Linked DNA regions of Drosophila melanogaster: region 1 is linked to region 2. Evidence: chromatin contacts called from public Hi-C data. All regions are on one chromosome and are shown on one strand. The core of a region is the stretch at or near the end of the contact, and the rest is flanking DNA. Distances in the headings are between cores, read along the strand shown.

Region 1 (4,316 bases), core at 1,345-3,844, 720 kb before region 2:
TCGAAGGTGACCGGATTTCCGCCAGGACCGACAGCTCCTTCACTCGCTCCCGCTCCCGCAGCGCTGCCCGCTGTCTTGCCCAGCTTCTGACATTGGCTGCACTCGTAGAGTAGACCCGTGGACTTCAGTAGACGCCTTAGTCGGGCCGCGTCCACCGCCTTCTTGATGTGCTGGCAGCTGGCGGTGGTGGGGGTGGCGCCATCCGACTGACCGGGCGAGCCGAGTCCTTTTCGATGATGCAGATCCTCATTGCCGGAATCCGTTGAGCAATCGTGGTCGCGACTGTCCGCCTGACGCTTCTTTACCATGGCAAGGTAGCTGCTTGGCCTTGGCCTCCTTGTGGGCGCGCTCTGGAAGGAATATGTAGCGTTCCAATCACAGATTCAAATCTTCGAATTGCTTCGAATGCAATCGTTATAGTCACAACCCTGCTGCTGCTCTTCCGATTCGGCTATCGATGTGTATAACTGGCAACGGGATTGAATTCGATTGGAACTCGCACCGACAGACTGACCCTATTGGCTTTGTTTGCTTTGTTGTCTTTCGTCACGTTTGGAACTGTGACCCAGGATTTGAGGTTAAGTTCGTCGCCCCGCTGCCAGCCAGCGAAATTGAGTGCCCCCGCTGTTTGACCACCCAAACATACATACATATATGTATTACCCTTTTTGCGATGATTTCTCGAAAATCCAAAGGACCCCGAACTCATACACGCACCCAACCAATCAAGCCCATACGCACGCACACATAGACACGAACTGTGATTACCCCCACACACATGCACAACAGGATCTGAGTAGTACCTTGAATTTACTCGCTGCGATATGCGTTGCACGTAAGCACACAACATATATGTTTTACAGCACTTTTATGCACTTTTTTTTATTCGTATATGCGTAAATAGAAAACGTGAACGACGTGACCAAGTGTGACCGTTGCTTATTTGGGTCGCAACTCCCGCGTGTGGTCAATTTCAAATTTTTAGGCTGTTGCTTCACCTCTCTGTTCGATGGCTTCCTCTTCTTCTGACCGCAATGGTATTCAAGTTTGGAACAACAACAATGTGCAAGTTCAAAGTCAGAAAATGACAAATAACCGAAAGGCACACAAAAAACAATCCTAAACATGTTTGCTTGCATGCCGAGACACGCACATACATCAATATTCATGTATAAACAAGCTTACAGTGTAGGAAATATAAAAAATTACAAAACTAGAACTGTGATTACCCACACACATGCACAACAAGATCTGCCTACTACCTTAAATTTACTCGCTGCGATATGTGTAGCACATGAGCACACAACATATATGTTTTATAGCACTTTTAGGCGCTTTTTATTCGTTTATGCGTAAATAGAAAACGTGAACGACGTGACCAAGTGTGACCGTTGCTTATTTTCGTCGCAAATCTCGCGTGTGGTCAATTTGAACCGTTGTCAGAAACTATAGGGTCTCGAAACATGTGCAAATAATTCATTTATATCATTCAACTTATGCTGCAAATAATTGCTATTATTATTATTTTAATTAATTATCCACACTGCTTATGTTCTTCGCTCAAACAGGAGGTAATTAAATCATTGAAGGGATTTCAAAAATCTATGTATGCATTCACTACTAACTAGCTTGGTCTTTTTTTTATTTTGCGCCGCTTTATAAATTTAAAAAAATATCATTTGGAATTACACACATCACTGTGTTAAATTAAAAAGAAGATTTTTAGTGATTGTTTTCTTTGAGATATTGAAGTCGCTATCTGCTCCTATATAAATATTATTTCGAAATTATCGATTTATAGTGCGCTATACTGACAAAAAATAGGCTGAAATTCGCATGAACAAGCATATTGTGGTAAGACAAAATGAAATCAGAACTTCCCAAGAACTACGTTGGAAAATTACAAATGCCCAAAAGTATTGCTCCACAAAATATCGTAACGAAATATCGCGAAATTTGCAACACTTTTGTGCACATTCGGTGGCAACGCCGCCTAAGAAAATACCTATTGCCCCAATCGATACCTATCGATGAGCGTGGGCAGCCCTGTTTGTGCATGTGCTGCCATTCGATTTGATAACCAGCACTCCGTGCACACGTTTTTCGGCTTTCTAGAAATAATTGGGCTGCGATTCAAACTGTGAAGTGATTTTTTCTATATTTTTTTTTTGTGTGCACAAAGGCTCTTGTAATTCGAGGATTTGGCCATCGCGAGTGCGGGTGATTAAGCAGGCAGCTCCGATTGCCAGAGTTTTGCGGATGCATGGCAACACTGCCGCACGCCGGCCATGTTATTGTGATTTGTAAAAGGTGGAACGTAGACACGTGTTTAATTCGTGCAGCACTTTAGCGTTGAGAAAACGACAGTAAATCGCCAGCAAATAAGCAAAAACAATACACAACTCGCGTGTGCAGTAGATAGCTTTGAAAGCACCCAAAGATAGTGAGCAAAATAAGTTACCCAAGCGGTTCACAAAGGTAAGAAATCGCAGCACGCGGAACATAACCTAGTACAAAAAAAGTGCGTGTGTGTGTTTGCCAAAACAGAGAGATGTGACGGAAAATGGTGTCATGTTCTGTTCTGTGTGGATTTGTTCCAATGTCCGTGTCTTGAGCTCTATTCGCACCTCTTTCCCGGTACCATAGCCAACGTTTTAACTACCTTTTTTTTGTCAACTTTTTGTTAAGTGTATGACTCTGCCTTGCCGCTGTTGTTGTTGTTCCGGCAAAGTGACAGTAAGTGGTTATGGAAAAAATTTGGAGTTCAATTCGGCGATTACACAATGACAGCACTCACACACACACACACCCACAATCGCACGCATACACATGCCGAGCATAAGTGCGTCTGTGTGTGTTACAGCTTTCACCGTTAATGTTCGGTTTTTTTACGCCTGAAAGAGAACAAAGGCGAAAAGGAGCTGCCACTCCCACAAAGAAAACATTGCGTCTATGCATACATACATATGTATACACATATAAAGTAGTATATCCCCCGATTATACAATCCCCGCCCATTTTTGGCCACCATATGATCGGAAACCACGTTGCCAAGATTATAACAATGTGGACTTTTTCGGCTAGCTGGCAATGTTGTTGCACCTGATTTGTTGTTGTTTTGGTGCTCTCTTCTGGCTTGCCTCTCTGTGTCGCTCATTCTCGCTTGTTCGGGGGAATTTCAAATTTTTAGGCTGTTGCTTCACCTCCCCGTTCGACGGCTTCCTCTTCTTTTGGCCGCACTGGTATTCGAGTTTGGAGCAACAACAATGTGCAAGTTCAAAGTCAGAAAATAACAAATAACCGAAAGGCACACAAAAAACATGCCTAAACATGTTTGTTTGCATGCCGAGACACGCAGACACATCAATATTCATGTATAAACAAGCTTACAGTGTAGGAAATACAAAAAAAAAATAACAAAAACTAGAAGACCATTGCGAAGTTGTTGTGCCCTTATCTTACATTTTGTCGTTTTAATTCAAGAGTTGATACGAATACGTGTAAAACTACACTTCTCCCTGCTCTTATGCATATCCATTTATTAAGAATTTTAGGCAAAATGTGGCAAGCTTTGTCAACAAGTTTTAATACTCTAAGCAAAGGGTATAAAACGTAATCTGAAAAATTCCCGTCACCCGGTTTCGACGATTAGGAAATGCCACAGCTGTCTGGCCAGTTGCCCTTCCATGGCCATTTTATAGCACCCCACTAGGCCCCTTATCCCCCACCCCCTGCATGCTCCCATCAACCGTTGATCTGTCGCTATATGTACATTTATACATATACATATGCATATACATATACATATGTACATACATACAATGTATGTTTGTGTTTCAGTTGCTTGTCGATTGAGCTTATCATCTGACCACTGTGTAACAGGAGGACCTTTGGGCCCTAACAAAGTGACGATATTGTGGATGGGGGGAAGCGGGAGTATAGTGGGTAAATCGGTTCTATAGTGAGTAACTTAAAAGTACTAAAGATCTCATGGCTTTAAACTACTGTTCGGCATGACTTGCACTTTTCGGGCCCCGGAAATTTTGACCAAATTCGAAGGAGCGTCTTACAATCCATTTGAATGGATTTTGATTAACGGTTTTCGGATTTCTTTGTTCTAATGAGCTCGCCACTCTCTTTTCTTCTCTCCGGCTTTCTGTCTCGTTTCCGCTTGGTGGGATGAGTGTGTGTGTGGGTGGAAAGGGGCGCTAAATAAAAACTTGCCACCACGCATCCTCTCTTTTTTCGCGGGTTGGTGGGGGTATGCCGATGCGGAAGAGCGGATGGAGTGAAGAGCGGAGAATCGGTGCCGAAAT
Region 2 (4,600 bases), core at 269-2,768:
CAGTACGCCGCTGGGTGAGACGCCCATCAGGTAGGTCCATCCGTGGACACGGTACGCCGAGATGATGTTGTCCACATCCCGCATCGCCGCCTTCATGCCAACGGCGCATGCCTCCTGGCCGGAATACAGATGACAGAAGCCGCGAATGATCTTCTCCTTGTACAGATTACCGGCGGCCGTCTCCAACCGACGGATCGTCTGCATCTGTGTGTAGTACTTGAGGGCCTGATCCTTGGTCAGCTTCACTTCCGTGGCGGGTCCTTCGTCCAGGCGGTGCAGCTTGAAGGGCTGCAAAGTTGGAAAGCATATTTAGAATTTAGATCCCTAAACTTCATTAATTTTAAAAACGTTTTCTACTTTTACATTAACAACTGACACACACATCTGATAAGAACGTAACGGAAACGTTTGGAACGCATGATAAGTAATAAAATGATAGCAGTTTGATTGGATAAACCAAATAACCATAGGCTTCAAGCTTCTCTAATCAAAGTATACTAATCTATAGAGAGCTATAACCACATATCGAGGATTTTCGGAAGTATGCTCCAAAAACCAAATTTGGATTTATGGCGGCTAATTTATGGCGTGAGAATCGACGTAAACAGAGAGCCAGACAGACAGACGGAGAGAAAGAGAGAGAGGGTGAAAATCGGCGGATCGTTGATAAGACTATATGTTATATGGTGCGTGAACAGTCACGCGTCGGCCACGCAAAAGGCAGACGGTGATAAAGAGCGTGGGAGACGGAAAACTACAAATTACTGCGTGACCTTGTCATTTGAAAATGAGCGGATTGACCGGCAAAATGCAACCCTGCACTTACACACACACACACACACACGCAAACCGTTTGCTATCTGGCGAAAATCGCATTATGTAACCGTATTTTTTCCCTTCCGACTTTTGAATTTTCCTGAGTTACAAGTACTTAATGCTATAATACGCACCCGATTCACTTGAACGGTGGCCTCCGTGGCATAATTGTTGGTTTTCGAAACACCTGCTTGGGCTGCATTCTGGAATAAACCGAAAAACGACGATGAATATCTCCCATTCCTGATGATATCGATGCTGCTGTTGTTGTTGTTGTTGCTAAGTATCCGACATCCGCTGATGATGATGTTGTTGTTGTTGTTGTTATGGCAACGCTTTTAGTGTTTTCATTATCGAATGGATTTGTTCAATTGCATTTTTAGTGACAACAATTAGAAATGTTAGTGGGTGCAAAGCGGGATTGGGATTACGTACTTTTTGCAGTTGCTTAACAATAATGGGCAATTCGCTAACGCGTGACAGAGTACGCAACATTTTCGCTGTGTTATTCTCGTTCGACTGACAGAAATTGGATGTGAATGGGGGCTTTCTATATGCGGATTGTCCGGATCTAGAATCGCACGCTATATATCTGGTGTCTCAGTCGCACCGCCGCGCGTCGTTGTAAGTTAAACAATCGGAAAAAAAGGTAGCGAGATTAGTTTATCAACTACTATATTGCACAACTATAACAACCGTTTGGCGTTATAGCGAAAAATAACGCACCACTTGGCCTATTAGTGTGACCCTAAATAAAATACTGCAGCTTTCCCTGTTTTCAAAAAATACTAAATTAGCTTATCGAACTTTCTTTTTCAATATAACTTGAAATATAAATGTTTACGTAAAATATTCAATAAGCTTTTATATAATGTGTCACACAATGTTATATCAAAATAATAGTAGTGTTTGGCGGTTATTGAAATACTCGAATAAATACTTACTCAATCACATTTTATATTACTTTGCCGCCCAAATAAAACGAGGGTTTTCAAAGAAGTACTTTTATTTCACATTGAAGATCTCATTTGGTTTTTGTTTGCTTTCTCATTTCTTACTCGTATTGTTACTTGAAATTGCCTCCATAAATCCACATTTGCGATTGCAGTTGCAATTGCAATACTGCTCTATATCGCACTCAGCTCACATAATTCACTAATCTCTTACAAAAACTTAAGTAATGTTTGTTCCTTGCACAAAAAACCAGTTAAATAGAAATAGGTAAAGTAGAATTAAACAGTTAAATTCAAATAAACGCTTTACAAACTAAGATTTTAAACTAGTTTTTGTATTTGTTGGTTTCTCGGTTTGTTGTTTCATTTTTTTTTTTTTGCTTTAGAAATGGCAGCTAAAAGATTTGAGTTTAAAAGTTACTAACGGAAAATGAGGAAATGGATCGATCGTTTGGGAAAAACTAAGCGAATGAAATAAATTTTTTACTTTCTTTTATCTATCTTTTGCTCTGTTACCGTTACACATATTCAATTTTTCGCGCGTTTTTCTGTTACATCAAAAATTGGTTTCTCACACAAATATTTTGCATTATGACAAAAAATTATGCTTTGCTTTGTTTTTTGTTTTGTTTCATATGTATACATGTACATGTATATATATATATATTTGTATGTATAAACACTTATTAGAAGTCCTGTTGTGTTTTTGTTTCCTTTCCCGTTAGAAATCCGGCATTCCGATTATAAGAAAAAAATTTAGTTTTTCTCTTCGTCTTCTTGTTTTTGCGAGTGCTTGTGTGTGTGTAAGTGGGGGAGGTGTGTGTGTGTGTGGGTGAGAGAGAGAGAGGAGGTTCTATCTTACCGTTAGCATAAATAGTTTTGTGTCTACGCAAAAACGTGCTGAGCAATAATCTAAAACGCAATAGCTAAAGAGAGAGAGGTGCTGTATGTGTGTGAAAAGTAACGGTAAATGTGTGTGATTTCTGCATATGTCTTCTGTTGTTTTCAGGAAATTACGTATTAAGCTTCTTATTTTTTTTGGTTGTTTTTAGTAGGTTTTACTTAGGTTCTTGCTTAATTTACACCAATGTTTACTTTATTTTGTATTTCTTGCATGAATATATATATTTACTTTTTGGTTTCCTTGTTTCTTATTACTGTTCGCTTTCATTCCTTGAAATTTGCCTTTAAATTGTTACTGTTCTTCTGTTTTATATAACATAAATCCGATTCGGAGAAACACATAGCACACACTTATATAAACGACAAGATGATAATTATTTATTTTGTCTTTGCTTTTGCTTTCGACTTTCTCCGCCTTTTTGTTTTATTACTGCTTGCACACCACCCTCATGACCTCCCTAACCTGGTTTTGACCTAGAAAGTCTTAGTTTTAAAATTCATTAGAATAATCAAATAAATAATAATTACTATGTTATATCAACTATTATAATTCTCCCTATCTTTTTTAGGATTAAAAATCTGTTAGTCTTAAGTAACCAAGACACATTGTAAAATAAAATAATTTAAGCAGATCAAATTAAGTTGCCGCATGGGTAACAGTGCGTTGATCAAATAATAAAAACATCATCGATAAAAAAAAAAAAAAAAAAAAAAAAAAAACTGCTTGCAGTTTCTACAAAAATTTTTGTTGCATACTTTGCTGCTGTGGATGGACAATACATATACACATACACATAATATTTGATTTGCGTGTAATTTGTTGCTGCTATGGTTTTATTGCAATGGTTTCATGTTCTTGCTGGCTTGCCGTTGTTTGGCAAAATCCAGGCAAAGGAGTAAATAAAGGTTTAGAGGGGGCGGGGGGATGGCTTGGTTGGGAGGTGGGAAAAATCCATGTCCAAACACGCACCGATTTGGTTTGCTCGTAAGCAATGAATAATACATTGTTTAAGCACACAGAAAGAAATTAGCAATCACTTGTAATATCCTTTGCAAACAATCCAACAAAATTTGACAACCTTATTAACCTGTCATCCGATAGTTTGAATCATTTATAATAGCTATATTGCAAGATAAATTGTTATTTTGCAATATTTCATCATATAATATATTCAGAAAACATTTTCGGTACGAAAAACCTAACAAATGCAATTTTAAACTGCGTTTTTTTTTTTGACAATTTAAAAAACCGAAGTTATGGAATACCATTGTTTTTTTTTTTTTTGGGAAAAGCATGCCAATGAGATATTTTTCTCTGTGTACCCATTAGGTGTGCAGAGAGCGTCTGTGTGTGTGAGTGAGTATGGTGTGTATGCAAATTTCACATTATACTATTTTTTTTTATATACTTTCTGCTTGGTTTCCGATTACAAGTGTTGAGAGTTCAATACACATAAATAATCCATCCGACAGAAAAATATGTGAGTTTTCCTTACAATTTTGTTAAATATTAAGTTTTTCTTTTTATTTTACTCGTTCGGTTGTAGTGGTGGTTGTTGCCTGTGCTATGTGTCCGTGTGTGTGTGTGTTTGTGTGTGTGTGTGTGTGTGTGTGTGTGTGTGTGTGTGTGTGTGTGTGTGGTTCTTGCCTCTGCTAAGCGCCAACGAAATTGGATTGAAAATAAAAATGGAAAATAATATAACACATAGTTTTTGGTTCTTTTCTTGTTAACAATTGTTTAATTGCGCAGGTTTCATATGTAAATCAAAAGTCCAAACAAAGCTCCAGCACATAAAACATTTGCAAAAGAAAATATTAAAAGTATATTTCAACAGATGTTTGAATCATTGGGAGCGAATGCAAATCCAAATGGTAACCAATTGCTTATTCTAAACTATACCATCAACATGCAGAAGTTTAGGACGGGA

Evidence for each region. Hi-C and Micro-C count contacts between places; a contact is called where the count stands out from the background.
Region 1: a contact with region 2 is called in a Hi-C map of the Kc167 cell line, with 2.8 times the contacts expected there. The contact joins the promoter of spoon here to the promoter of Pdha in region 2. A contact is called at or near these places in 5 of 107 Hi-C or Micro-C datasets (the D17-c3 cell line, the Kc167 cell line, the ML-DmBG3-c2 cell line and 1 more) and 1 of 6 datasets of contacts at active chromatin or transcription factors (the Kc167 cell line).

The regions. Positions count from the first base shown.
Region 1 is chrX:5,418,614-5,422,929 of dm6, reverse strand. spoon (spoonbill) reads left to right here and starts at 2,594. Exons shown (of 5, transcript NM_167034.2): 1 at 2,594-2,736. The coding sequence starts at 2,692. Usp16-45 (Ubiquitin specific protease 16/45) reads right to left here and starts at 1,397. Exons shown (of 5, transcript NM_167037.2): 1 at 1,263-1,397; 2 at 1-350. The coding sequence starts at 308.
Region 2 is chrX:4,699,243-4,703,842 of dm6, reverse strand. Pdha (Pyruvate dehydrogenase E1 alpha subunit) reads right to left here and starts at 1,518. Exons shown (of 5, transcript NM_167017.3): 1 at 1,252-1,518; 2 at 951-1,151; 3 at 1-288. The coding sequence starts at 1,311. It overlaps ctp (cut up), which reads right to left. Exons shown (of 3, transcript NM_167015.3): 3 at 1,809-4,600.